Regions from separate parts of the Gossypium hirsutum genome. Here region 1 is linked to region 2. Evidence: chromatin contacts called from public Hi-C data. All regions are on one chromosome and are shown on one strand. Each heading gives the region's core, a stretch centred on a gene start, on an enhancer-like site or on the middle of the called end of the contact. The rest is flanking DNA. Distances are from core to core; before and after follow the strand shown. Region 1 has its middle 13 kb from the start of LOC121215354. Region 2 holds the start of LOC121215351 (putative mediator of RNA polymerase II transcription subunit 12).

Evidence for each region. Hi-C and Micro-C count contacts between places; a contact is called where the count stands out from the background.
Region 1: a contact with region 2 is called in a Hi-C map of leaf, with 2.7 times the contacts expected there. The contact joins the enhancer-like site here to the promoter of LOC121215351 in region 2. A contact is called at or near these places in 2 of 34 Hi-C or Micro-C datasets (both in leaf).

The regions. Positions count from the first base shown.
Region 1 is chrD03:10,602,224-10,609,311 of Gossypium_hirsutum_v2.1, forward strand. No RefSeq gene overlaps it. Among protein-coding and RNA genes, the nearest start is that of LOC121215354, 13 kb to the left of the region's middle. Within about 2 kb of position 5,743, at least 5 of the 9 cell types and tissues checked have an H3K27ac peak or open chromatin away from gene starts, as enhancers often do. A contact at or near this core is called in leaf, where this site is marked.
Region 2 is chrD03:10,371,895-10,379,561 of Gossypium_hirsutum_v2.1, forward strand. It overlaps LOC121215351 (putative mediator of RNA polymerase II transcription subunit 12), which reads right to left and starts at 5,301. Exons shown (of 2, transcript XM_041089737.1): 1 at 4,700-5,301; 2 at 1,673-2,669. The coding sequence starts at 5,232. The coding sequence ends at 2,024. It overlaps LOC107950659, which reads left to right. Exons shown (of 4, transcript XM_016885541.2): 4 at 298-1,350. The coding sequence ends at 1,031.

The sequences.
Region 1 (7,088 bases), core at 4,493-6,992, 230 kb after region 2:
TTCCTTGTTTTTCCTACAGTAGTGACAGACCATCCAAAATACCCCATAACTTAGCATCAAGAATTCATCATTTCCCCAACTGCCGACAAAAGCCAATAATCCAATCCCCATGGTAATTTCTTAAGACCCCCCCGACAACAGCATAGCTTGAATCTATTTTTATTGAACCATCAGATCTTAGTCTCAGACATCCATCTATCAAACTTGATTCTACTCTCGTCTTTTGTCTCGCAATAGGGTTTCTTATAGAAAGGGATACATACTATTTTGCCCAGTTGTATGATGTTTTGATGATCTCCTCTACACTTCATGCTAGTCGCTGAAAAATAAAAAGATTCTTACTTTTCCAAATGCGCCACATGAAAAGTCCAAAAAGAGTTGGCCAAGCGACCTCCCCAAAAGTGAAGCTCCGGTTATTATGCAAATTAGATAAGAGTTACTCCTATAAATTCTCGATAAAAAAACTAGGTTTGCTTTTCTACCGGAACAATCTGCGACCAAACCTCTTTTGCTACCCTACAATCTCTGGTGGCATGGATAACTTCCTCGAAAGCTACTCCACAGATCATACAATGGTCACCTTTTGCAATACCACGCTTTAATCTCTTCACTTGCGTAAGTAATCGCTGTTTGAAAGCTAACTAAAAGAGCATACGAACCCTCTAAGGCTCTTGATAAACATTTCAAATTTCATCTTTCAAGTTCCATGAGCTTTCTTTGATCATCTTATACGTACTTTTGATAGTGAAAGAGTTGGTTGAAGTGCCCATCTAAGTAACTTTATCCACTCCAACATATGTACTAGGGGGAGGAATGCTAACAATCCGATTTAACACCTCATTCGACAACCAGACACGGAATAGTTCTAAATTCCACGAGCCTTTTTCAGCTATCATGTCCCGAATGAGACATTCTTCATCAAGGTTATTTCAGGATGTGATATGATTTAACAAAGGTCCGATTCCAAGAATCCAATTTTCCTTCAAAAACTTTATGGTATTACCAGTACCTACTAACTAGATAATATTCTCATAGAGGAGAGGCCAAATCTTCGAAAGAACTCTCCAAAGAAAGAAACAGTTACCTCCATTAATATTAGCGGGTAAGCCTTCCCTCGCCATATTCTTAGACTTGAGAAATCAGTTCCATAAAGCATCAGCATTAGTCAAAATGTTATACCCCAGTTTTAACATATCAATTGTCGAATCCCCAACCCTCTAGATGTCTTGGATTAACAAACATACTAACAATTAACAAGGGCCATCTTCCTATTGCCCTTAACATTCCCCGAGATGAACTGTCTAACAGTACGTTCAATATCCTCACATATACCTTGTGGGTTCCTCATGGTCTGCATAAAATTGTTGGGCATTATGAGGAAAATTGATTGAGGTAACATGAATCTACCAGCAAGAGACAGCTTCCTTGCATCCCATTGCTGAAGTCTAGTTTTAACCTTTCTATCACAAATCTCAAAGAGCTGTTGGTGATTCTCTCGTGAAAGAGTGGAACTCCTAGGTAAGGTTCCATATTATGTACCTTCCAGAAGTTGAGAGTATCACATAAAAGCCTCACATAGTCTTCGTCAAATCTTTTTGAAAAATAAATTGTCGTCTTATTCACATTAAACCAGTGTCCGAAGAAACCACATAAATTATCTAGAATCTCCCTGATTAAAGACGACTATTCCATGTCAACTTTGTCAAAAATCACCAGGTCATCTACAAAAAACAAATGTGAGAGTGCAGGTTTTGTCTTAGATAGACGAATGGACTTCCACTTATCTATATTCATTGAGGTATGAATGTACTAACCAAGACATTCCATGCACAGGACAAAAAGATAAGGTGATCAGGGACAACCTTGTCTGATACCCCTAGTCAAATTGAATTTCTGAGTCAGGACTCCATTCCTCAATATCTACATAGATGTATTTGTGGTAGTCGACATAATAACCTTCTTAAGGAATTCAGGAATACCTACCGCTCAAATTGATGCTTCAATAAAATCCCAACAAACTCTATGATAAGTCTTCTCCAAGTCTATCTTGATTGTTACCCATCTCTTATCTTGTGTTTACTCCTCAAGGAATATATTACTTCCTAAACCAAAATGATGTTATCCATGATATTCCTCCCAGCAATGAAACCAGCTTGCTCCTGTCCAATAATTTTAGGAAAATCACTTTGAAACAGTTAGCAATAACTTTCATGACAAATTTATAAAGAACCAAACAAAAACTAATAGGGCGAAAATGTGCAAAATGTTCAGGATTTGGAATCTTAAGGACTGGAATGTCCAAGGTATTCTTAAGTTCCTATTCTATAGATTGACCAAGAAAGATGATGCGTCATGAAACTAACTAAAGTTTTTACTATGGCAAGTGCACCTATCAATTAATTGTATAGCTATGGTGAGCAAAGATATTGTTCCCATGAAGACTAAAAGTACTAACAATTTCTATCTTTATATTATTTAACCAAATAAATCGAGTGATTGATTAAAAACTAAAATTAACTAGATTAATTAACTGACGAACATGACAAATAACAAAACTTGAAAATAATTGAGTAACAATCAAAAAGTGAAACAATACCTAGGAAAAAAATGTACCTAGATTTCATTTGTCACTATCAATCGAAATTACGCAATTTCTTTACTTAGTATCTTGATTTGTGGAAATTCCTAAATTATGATAATATCTCTTTTGAGATTAAGAACAATTGACACTAGGTTGATTAATTGAAATTTCTTTCTAATTAAAACCCATATTATCGCATTAACTCGTGCTATGGATTCCCCTATTAGATTTGACTCTAATCTGGTAGATTTATGTCGTCCTATTTCTAGGATTGCATGCAACTCCACTCAATTACGTAAGACCTACTCTTAAAAAAAGTCTATTCCTCCTCTGATTTAAGCACATCAAACATGGATCAATAATCTAGAAATATAAAATCAAGAATTAAGCACACATAATTGAGAATAAGATCTAAGTATTTATTGGGTAAAATAAAAATCAAATGACATAATTCATCATAGGGATTATCTCCCCTAAGTATTTAGAAAATTAGTTCATACTTGAGAATAAAAACATCCTAAATACAGTATAACCGAAAGGAATAAAGAAACTCATGATAATCTCCTAAGAAATCAACTGGGAATCTTCAATCTTGACCGAAATCTACATCAGAATCGGTTTCAATGGTGTTTTTCGAGTTTTTTTTAATATTCTATAACAGCTCACTCTTGTCTTCTTATTTTTGTCATATATACGTCTTAGAATGCCCGAAAAACCTAAGAATCATGTTTTTCTGCTGTTTAGTGTGCAAATTCGCTCAATCGACATGGCCTTTTGCACACACAATTGTGTGGAATGGGTCAATCCGTGTGGCTCTTGTAGTTTACTCCTATTTTTTTATTTTCACTCCTTTTGCTCCCAAATGCTCTATTGAGCATAAGAACTTAAATTTAAAGGATTGAGAGCATAAAATTCAGAATTAACATTGAATAATCACCCAAAAACGCATTAAGAATGAGATTATAATATATTACTTTTAGCACTTTTCAATAGACTTTCTAGAACCAATCACATATGGCTCCCCTAATTTGATCCCACTGACTTTGGAAAAAGAGAGCATGAAAACCATCACTCCTTAGGCTTTCAAAGGCACCATATCGAAAAGAATATCCTTAATTTCTTCCATTGGAACCTCTTTAATAAAGATTAGGAAAAGAGTTAGTAGGGAGCTTTAGCAAGTTAACATGTTGACCACTATACAAATTCTGAAAAAAATCAAGAGCCTTAAATCGAAGTTTCTCATCGTCATAAATCCATTCACCTCTATCATTTTTTAGGGTAGAAAACTAGTTATGTTTCCCTCTCTAAATCGTGCTATAATGAACTAATTTAGTATTTCAGTCCCTAAACTGCAACCAATCACAACGAGCTTTCTGTTCCCAAAGCAGCTAGTCATGGTGTAAAATATTTTCCGACTTTTCCCTAACTTTTAATTCAAACTGGCTTAAGGCGTTGGAACCTGATCTATCCATTTCCTTTTGAATCTTCACAAGTTTCTTCATCAACTACCTCTTATGGGTGCCAATATTACTATAAACAAATTTATTCCACTCATTTATATTTTAAGTAGACTACTGGATAGCCTCTGCCATATTACCCTTGAAAACCCAATTTTCTTTGACAAAATTTGAAAAGTTAGGGTGTTCCACCTAACCAATCAAGAATCTGAAGGGTCGTCCTTTAGGTAAGTTGACTTCTGAATTGAAAGAAAAGAGCAATGGTCTATGGTCAGAGTTGATCCTAGGAAGATAGGTGACTGAGCAACTAGGGAAAGTATTAATCCAAATATCATTTCTGATCGCTTTATCCAACCTCTTAAATATTCCTCCTCAATACCATGTGAATTGTGGTCCCTTAAATCCTAAATCCTGCAAATTATTCACATTAAGAAAATCTCCAAAAAGAGAACATCCAATTCCATCTCTTTTACCCCCTCTTTTATTTCTAGATGAAAGTAAAGCATTAAAATCACTGATAGCAGCCCAATGCACTCCTCTAGGATGTATAACCATACTAAGACCCTCCCAAATTTTCCTCATTTTTTGTTTGTCAGGACTCCCATAAACAAAAACAATACTAATAGCTTAGGATTGATCTCTCTTTAAAATCTGAACAACAATAAATTAAGGGTGATTACGAATTACCTCAACTGAAATATCATCTTTCCAGCCAAGCTAGATACCCCTCGAATAACTAGTAGCCTTTACTCTGTGAATTCTAAAAACCCAAATTGGCAATGATTTGATATGCTTTGTATCCACTTACTCTTGTCTCAATGAGACTAACAATATCGGGTTTATATTCCCTACTGTATTCTCAAACACGAGAAGATCTTTTGTCGGCACATCCTTGGCAATTCCAAGAAAACACAGATTAATCCATTAAAATTAATTTAAAGAAGTAAAAAAACAATCTTACTGCTTAGGAGGCCCCAGATCCTCCTCTTTATCAGAGGTTGAGTCTCTATCAACCTCCTTGCTAGATTGAGCATTAATTAGCTCAATTATAAAGCTCATCGAATCTATCAAGGATACACAAGCGATTCCAGTTTGTTTAAAATGGTCCTCACGATCTTTGATGGTTCAGTTAAGCTTGCGACTAATGCGAACAGAAGTATCTTTATCCCTCACGATTTTTAATACCCACATTACCTTTACTTCTTTCTGTATTATCATTTATTCACGAAAGTGGGATTTTATTTAGGTCAGAATTTTTTATGAAAATAACCACCGAGTGCTTCTCCAAATCAAGGACAGTTTTATTCAATAAATTATTTGCACCACTCATTTCTTCAAAAGTAAGTTTAAATTTTGTGACAGTTATAGAAGATTTAGTTGGAAAAATTGAAAGATTTAAATAATTTAATTCCATAACTCCCTTGTGTAAATCGGCCTCTTGAGCTTCCTTTCGTAAAATTAGCGTTTAGTGGTCAAAACATCTTGAATCGAACCTACACAATTATTTAAAAAATTATCACTTGCGGTGGCATTAAATGTGCCTGCACTTACCTTATTAATTTTATCAAACTCAAATTCCTACACAAGCCTTTTGCCTTTTTTTTTTTTGCTAAAGCCCCACTGGAAAAATGACCCAAGTTTATTGCCTTATTGCTACCCATTATGCCTTGACTATCGGGCTCCAAATAAGACCCAAATCCCTCTTTTCCCCTACGGCCTGTATTTACGCCAAGGGCTCACACTTCTTTTTTCTTCTCATTAAACCTAGCCCTATTCCCTTTTATTTTTCCACTGAACTCCTCAGTAGTCATTTTTCCATCAAATTTATCACCGATTCCTTTAACATTTCCCCAATTTCTCCTACCGCGTTCCATTTTTCTGCTTGATGTTTTTCCTGTGAATCCCTCTATCCTCATATCGTGATTTTCTTTCCACTATCATCTACGGCCCGTACGCCATTCCAGTTGCTCCCTCAACTCCGATTCCGGTCTCACCTGGATTTACTAATGCTGAATATTTCCCATTATCTTGGGTCAGATCTACAACCACTGATGGACATAATTCCTTCACGTATCCATATTGTTGGGAAATGTGCCCATATTGTAGTAAACATGTAATTGTTTTCTATTTATTTAAACGATAAATAAATAAATAAAGTTAATTTCACATTTCACTGTTATGTCTTTTGTATTTATGTCTTTTTATATTTTTCATGCATAGCAAAATTATGACAAGAAAATATTAGCTCATTGATCGTGTAAAGTTCAAACTGAAGCTAAGTAGATAATCTAAATGAGAAAGATAACTTACTTCAATAGATAATCTAAATGAGTCCTTAATCCCGTAAAAGAATCAAAGTAAGCATTTGATTTAAATACTGAGAAGGATTATTATATCGTCTACAATTCCAATTGGGGAAATGGCTAGTCTTGGTTATCAGAGCAGTTGACTCCATAAGATGAATTAATTCTGAATTCGTTTGTGAATTAATTCACTTGTGACATTCATGGTGTGATTTACCTAAATCCTGAGTTAGTCACTGACCATGCATATGCAACTCATGTGCTTTGATATAAGTGGAGGCTTATGCTCTAAATATGATCGAGCCCATAGTCGATATGTTGGGTACATGACTTGTGTATGGCATGTCTTTACTAGTAATAGTGGAATTCATAACTCAATTAAAGAGTAAATCATATCCTCTCATTGGCATTGTGTAGATTGATAAATATGGAATGTGACCACGGGTTACATGTTCTTGAATGAGCAATTTATCACAGTCATTTTCTTACAGTGAAAATATTAATAATTAAGAATACACAATGGTAACAATGAGTTTAAATAGGATTGTATTGAGTGAACGGATTTAACTCAAAGGAATCAATGATATCATATGAGGGTAACACACACATGACGAGGTCATTGGACAAAGTAGTTGGATGAATTACTTTCGTAAAGAGTATACAATAAAGATTTTTCAATCATGGTACTTCTTGTGGACTGACTCTATGATTAAGTAATTCCGAATTATCGGAACGATGCTTCTAGAC
Region 2 (7,667 bases), core at 4,051-6,550:
GGTGGTGATATGCGACTGACACTGGTCTTTTATTAAAAACGAGAAGTTAGACCAACATAGTTCTGAAATGTTGGGTAGCATTTGTATTTCCCTTGGCTATATTTTGCTCTTCATATTGAGAGGAGGTCCATTTTAAGTTCCTTAAAGCGCTCTAGTTCTTGCCTTTCATAATTTGGCTAGTCATAGATTGATATATTCTCCAACGCTTCGGCTCTTTTGGTAGTGAAAGTCAAGGTTTACTTTTGTGTTTATTATTATTATCTATCGGTGTCTTATATAAGTTTGGTTTCAAAACAGGATCTGGAAGCATAGGGGAGAAGCACCCACCAAATGGTCAGATGCCCGAATCTGAAATTGCTTTACCTCTGGTGACAGTTCCTTCGACTGATTTTAACAAGGATAATGGTGTCATGTGGGCTTCGTCTCCCGATCGCCTTGAGTTGCCCCCAAAACCATTCCATCATTCTAACTGCTCCGACTCGCCGTGTGTCTCAGAGTCTGGCTCTGACATATTTAGCAAGCGGGAAGTGATACAGAAACTAAGGCAACAGCTGAAGAGAAGAGATGATATGATACTGGAGATGCAGGATCAGATTGTGGAACTGCAGAATTCACTGAACGCTCAGGTGGCGAACTCAACTCATTTACAGTCACAACTGGAAGCAGCAAATAGAGAATTGTTTGACTCCGAGATGGAAATCCGAAGGCTGAGGAAGGCAATCGCAGATCATTGTTTAGGACATGTTGGCACAAATGAGAAGACTTCAAATGCTACAGCTTGGCCATATGACATAAGAAATGGACATGGCAATGGGTACGTTGATGGAGAAAGCAACTTGGAATCCCCTGAGAAGGGAAGGGAAGATGGGGAGAGAATTGAGATGCTGAAAAGAGAAGTAGGAGAGTTAAAGGAGGTGATAGAAGGAAAAGAGTACCTATTGCAGAGCTACAAGGAGCAGAAGATGGAGCTCTCCATGAAGATCAAGGAGTTGCAACTGAGATTGGATTCCCAGCTTCCCAATATTTTGTAGGTAATGCTTAGGTTTTTGTGCATTCTTGCTTGTCTTCCCATGTTTCTTTCTTTGATTTGAGGATAAAAAAAAGTATAGTATATGCCTCTTTTTCTCATTTCTTTCCCACTATCATTTGGGCTTAAGATTCATGTTAGATATATATGTTCTTTGCATGTGCATCTCTATGTATGAGAATAAGATGTGTAAGAGAGAAAGAGGGAAAAGCACAGTACTAGGCACCATTATAGTGGTTTTGTTAATTTTTAACGTTTTTCTTGCTTGACCACTGCCTCCTTTCTTGTAGAAATCTTAAACCAAGTGCTCTTTTCCTTTTCTAGTTGGTCTTGTTATCTTTTGTAGTCATGAAACTATATTGGTGAGGCATACTGTATTTTTCAGGGAAAAATATTGTTAATAGAGTAATCTAGCAAAAATGCAAGCAAAGGCATACCGAACAAAGACAATAAAAAAGTAAACTTGTGGAATTACTTACTGGTATACCCATGAATTTATTAGTTGGGCTAGATTCTAATCGGATTGGACCCATAATAATAGATTTTTAATAATAAATTGTTCACTTTACCCTTTTAATATTTTAATAATGCATTTCAAAGGGTCAAACAGGCTTATAGATAAAATCAAGTTGGTGAATGTAAATATGTTCCAATGCACGACCATTTGATTCTTGACATTCAAAGCACATGCCATTCTTGAGGTCCATTTCCAAGTTCCCTTACGCCTTACCTATCAAAATCTATCTTATCGGCTTAGTTCATAGTTGTCTTGCACAAAAAGTAAACAAAGTGATCTGCTTTGAATATGCCCATTTGGTTTGGGACTGGGTGACTGACTGTACACAACATTTACCAGGGTGAACCAAAGCCGTCAGTGCAGAACAAAAATGGTGAGCATAATGAAACTGTCCTTGTATGCCTTCACTACGTGTTTTCTTTTACAAATGAGGCAAAAAGAGATTAATGGAAACGGAGATACCAAATGCACTTCATGACTTATCTACTGTTCAAATCAAACTCCCCAACTTCGCGCCAGTCATTCTGCACACTTGTATCTCCATTTTCAGTCTCCTCATCGTTCAAGAAATCTTCAGATGGTTCCTTTTCATCCCTCTGTGCACTGCTACCCCATCCATTCATCATCTCATCAGGGTTTACACCCTGAGGCTGCTCCCGAATGTCATGACCAATTGCAAGGTTGTTTCCTTGAGACCCAAGAGCGTTTGCCCTTATAGGTCCTCGAGCCATTAGTTCAGCATGAGCTTGTGATTCAGCTCGAGCTTGCTCTGCCTGAACCATTGCTGCCATTCTCAACTTAGCCTCATGAGCCTCTCGGCCAGCCTTCTCCCTAGATTCTATTTCTGCTCTCAAATCAAGCAACGCTTTCTTCTCTTCTTGGAGAAGAGCTTGCTCAATCATCAGCCTTTCCTCGGATCGGAATTCCCCCACACCTCGTTTGCGAGATATTATATTGAAGGCAAGAGCCTGTTTCTCAAATGTGGCTGTGAACTCTGCAACTTTAGCAGCAATGTTGTTATCCCACTGCTGGGAGCGAGATGGCATCTGGCCAGTTGTGTCTGAATCAAGAATTTTATCATCCTCCTCTGCTTCATAGTCTGCTACTACATGGTAAGGTAGTAACCTGACAGTTTCACAACATAGTTTAAAAAACAGAGAGAGAGATCAAATTTTTATCCCAATATGATTATGCAATTAGCAGACAAAAGCTTGCTTTTCCTATGCTTCACCATATACCCTTTCTTCCAAATAAAGTCTGTAAAATATTTGACCCAAAAATTTCCCATGAATGAGCCCCCATATTATTTCGAAAATATTCAATCAAAAAGTTCAGGAGAATTTTCCCTTGCAGCTATATATGGCATATATGCTAGATTTCATTCATCATAAAGGATTTCATTTTCACAATAACTACTCCCTATTTCCTTTTTCTTTTCTTTTTCGTTTCTCCTTGCTCTCTCTCTTTGAAGGAAATTTGATAAAAAAAAAACTTCAGAAAAATGTTGATTAAGCAGGAAGCACTGTAATGCAGAAACTTTGAAGCATATATCAAATCCCATCAAGAGGCCAAATTTAAAATAGCAAGGCCCATGTATTATCCATGGATAATGTAAAGCTGTGCTCACATAAGATGCGAGAAAGGGAGAAAATTTGAGAGGAAGAACGTAGGTAGAAACAAAAAAATTTCAAACTGCATGCATGTGTGTGTATTTCCACAATTCCACATTCTTGGTTTTATTGAGTCATACAAGTCAAAAGAAGCAAGGAAACAAAAAGACATTCAATTACAAAAAAATTTTCGGAGCCTGACGACACCAAATGAAGCACAAAAGTTGTCTCCAACTTCAAAAGTGTTTCCTGAAAAACTCTTAGTCCTGTTTAAAGCGGAAATGAACATGCATAGAGAGTCCAGGACATGATGTTTCAAAAACCATAAGCAAGAGGAATGCAAAGCAAAGTCTGAATAAAGGGTGAAGTATCTTGTGAATTGATAGTAGCAGGACATGAGGACATTCGAAACACTATGAAAGACTTGGACATAAAAAATATTATTTAGTCACTCTGCCAACTCCAGCGTATTCATGCAAATACAAATATAACAGTTTGCTTACAGGAACACATGAATGTTAGCTACCACTCAGTGATTTTGACAGCCAAGCTCAATGCAACAAGGAAGGTACAATCTTATGAATAAAATTTAATAATTCATTTATTTATTTAATAATTCACACTTTTCCCCATGAAACAGGTGACAAAGCTGAAAGCAACTAAACTTTCTAGCTGAAAGGATTTCTGCCAGATGGCGCATTGCTCTGAAAATGAACATTTCTAAAAGTTTTTAACTGATGTAATCTCCTAGGTGCAGAGAAACCATGCAAAAAGTGTATTTCTCAAGTATTTTCCAACCATATGTAGGTGAATCCCATAATTTCATCCACCAAATTGCCATGTGTCAGAACACGTCATCAATTTATTCCGTCTTATGCATATGAACTCCAATTGATTTCTAACGAAGACATGCGATTAATATACTCTTCTAGATATATGTCTTCAATCTCAGAAGAATTAGACAAAACAAAAACTGACTACATGAAACACATCAACATCAAATTTGATCATCCCTTTAACTCCCACAGTTTCTGGAGATCTCATTTATAAACAAATCCCAACATGTCAAAAAGCATAACATTATCAGATATAACCTATTCCCATATCCTTGTAAATGGTCCTTCAATCCTAGTAGTACCGAGAAACTTATGCCAGTAACAAATAAAAAATCCTAATTTCTTTACAAGATATAACATACTATCCTAACAAAAGAAATCTACCCAAATTCTCACAAGCTGATTTGCAAGACTACAAGTTTCTACTTTCTATTAGAAAATAACATAAATCTCCTTATAAATCAAATTCACAAATGCTAGACATGCGAGCCCAGGTTCAACAAAATGGTAAAAGGAATCCATTACTCAAAATTCCCATCTTTTCAGATTCACTCGAGGAGAAAAAAAAAGAACTAAGAAAACCTATTCTTTCGTTTCCAAGAAGGCTCATTTTTTTGACACCCCAAAAGGGAAAAAATGAAGAATCAAACAAACCCAGAATTCCATTCCCAATGACTTGCATAAAAAATTAAAGAAATTCTACACAAACCTCTCACAGGCATCTTCAAGGGAAGAAAAAGGCCGCTTGAAATCTGGGTGACAAACACGCCAGGCATCCTGATAAGCCATCTGGAGCTCCGCTTGATTCAAGGGTCGGATCTGCTTCTGCTGTTGGTTTGGTTGCTGTTGCTGTTGCTGCGGCGGCGGCTGTGGTTGTGGCGTTTGTTGTTGTTGTTGTTGTTGTTGTAAATTAGGGGAGGAATTAAGGTTAGGGTTAGGGTTAGGGTTAGGAATGGGGGTAGAATTAGGGTTTTGTTGGATGTTAATGGGACGATGATGAATAACACCAGGAGTAGTACGTAAATGGGCATCTATGTTTGAAGGGAACCTAGAAATTGCTTGTTGCTGCTGCTGCTGTTGTTGGTTTTGTTGGGCTTGTTTTTGAAGTTGTTGTAGGAGAAGAAATTGTTGTTGTTGTTGCTGTTGTTGTTGTTGTTGCTGTTTTTGTAAGAGAAATTGCTGCTGCTGCTGCTGCTGCTGCTGCTGCTGTTGATGATGAGCCATTGCCTTTGCTTCCTCCATCTCTCAAATCTTTTTTGCTTTGTTTTTCCTCTGTTTTGGTAAAATAAAAGAAGGAAGTAATTGCTGGGGAAAATAAAAGAGTTGGGCCTCGGAATTCATGAATTATTAGATACAGTGCGGCAACGAAACAATCTATTGGGCCCACTTAACACACATAAATAAATTATAATTTTTTTGGTAAACTATTAGTAAATACATTTTCAATTTGCCCACTTAATTAAAAAATTATAATTTGATCACTAAAGTTTTTGAAACTATCTTTTGGTCATCTGATTGTTAAATTTTAATTGGTATAATAACAATTTTAGTCCTCAATTTTTATACTTTCTATCATTTTGACCCTAATTATATATAAAAAGATAAAAAAAGATGATATTCTTTTTAAAAGTTTAGAAAATTATAAGAATTAAGATTAAAATAAAAGTGGATAAAATTTTCAAAATTAGATACAACGTGAGAGAATCAGGGAAAATCGTTTTTAAATCCTCCAAAGTTCTCTTTGTATATTATTTGTATAGAAATATTAAATACCCATTCTTTGAAAAACCATAGAAAAAAAATCAAGCTGTTATAAATATCTTATTAAGTGGATGTCTATTAAGATTAATAAAGTTTTGATGTACTTTAAATTCTAATAGTCATTAGAAGTATCTCTACTTCATTTATATTTCTTATGCCTATAAATAGAGACTTTGGAGAAGCTTTGTAAATATCCCGATTGATCAATAAAACACGCTCTCTCTTTTGCTCTCCTAATTTGACCAATAAACTCGTTTTTAAATCCTTCAAAGTTCTCTTTGTATATTATCTATATAGAAATTATCAAATACCCATTCTTTAAAAAAAACCATAGAAAAAAAAAACATTAAGCAAAATTATTGGTTCTCTGTATTTTAGGGAGCATTTAGGAACTAGAATTTAGATTTCAAAATTTTAACTTTCAAGTTTATTATTTATGAATTCATCACTTCCAAATTCTTTGTTTGGAAATTAAAATATTTAAAATTCAAGATTTTGAATTAATCTAAATTCATTGTTTGGATAATTCAAATTTAGATTTGGATTTCAATTAAATCTAAGCTTTAAAAATATATATATTTTAAGTTTAATTATTTAGGAGGATTTTGAACATTGTTGTTTAAACTAGATTGGACTAACCAGTCAGATTGAGAATCGGTTAGGGTACCGGTCTAGAGAAAGGCATTAGAGTGGATGATCCAGAAACCAACTAGTGTGTCGGTTTGGAGAAAGGCATTAGACTGATTGATTGGGCTGAACCAACAGTCAAACTGATTAAACTTGTTTTTATCTATTTTTAAATATTTTTTATTTTTAATAATTTATTCAATTGAACCTATCAAGTCGGCCGAACAGGTTGAATCAAGTATTGGTGGTCGGAACGGTTCACCTACTGATCCGATTTTGAAAAACTTGAGTTTCGTTGATGATGTATTATATATAAAAATAATTATCTATTGTTTGAGTTTTGAAGGAAGTGTAAAAGGAGATAGAATAAAAAAGTTCTCATATTTTTTTAATCAATCTTAGATTTTAAAAACTCTCAATTTTAAAATGGATTTTGAAATTCAAAATATAAATCTTATAAAATTGAACTTGGATTTACCAATATTCAAATCCAACATTTTATTTATTAGCCAAACAAATAATTTGTTTAACACCCCTTACCAGAGACCGTTGCCGGAGTCGAGCATGAGGCGTTACTTGACTTAACTTACTAGTTTGAGGCATAAGAATTTGCTTTTAAAATTAATTTCACTATTTACAACAAAGCTGTCCAATCGCGTAGCAGTTGCTAAATTAATTTTAAATCGAGATACGAAACTCAAAATTTAGATCCGTAAATTTTCCCTAAAACTAGACTCATATATATTCTTACCATAAAATTTTCAGAAATTTTGGTTGAGCCAATTAGTACAGTTTATTAGTTAAAGTCTTCCCTGTTTCACTGTTCGACTGTCCTGACCTCTCATCACTAAAATTCAATTTTATCATTGTATGATTTTAATATGGTGTTCTCACTTATTTCTACAGAAAATAGACTCATTAGGGAATCTAGAAATATAAATTACAACTCATAAATATTTTTGTAAAATTTTTAATGGTTTTCTAAAATCAGAATAGGGGATTCCAAAACCACTTTGACCTTGTATAACTAAAATACAAATATCTCAGAATATAAATTTTCTTTACCCATACCGTTATTTTTCTATGAAAATAGACTCAATAAGATTTAATTATATATATCATTAACCCTCTAATTAATTTTATACTATCATTGGTGATTTTTCAAAGTCATGTCACTGCTACTGTCCCAAAACTGTTTCATTGCAAATTTTTACTCTTTCATAATTTTTAGGTATAAATTATCACCTAGGCATTCATAATACCAAACATATTCTTACTTAGCCATTTTA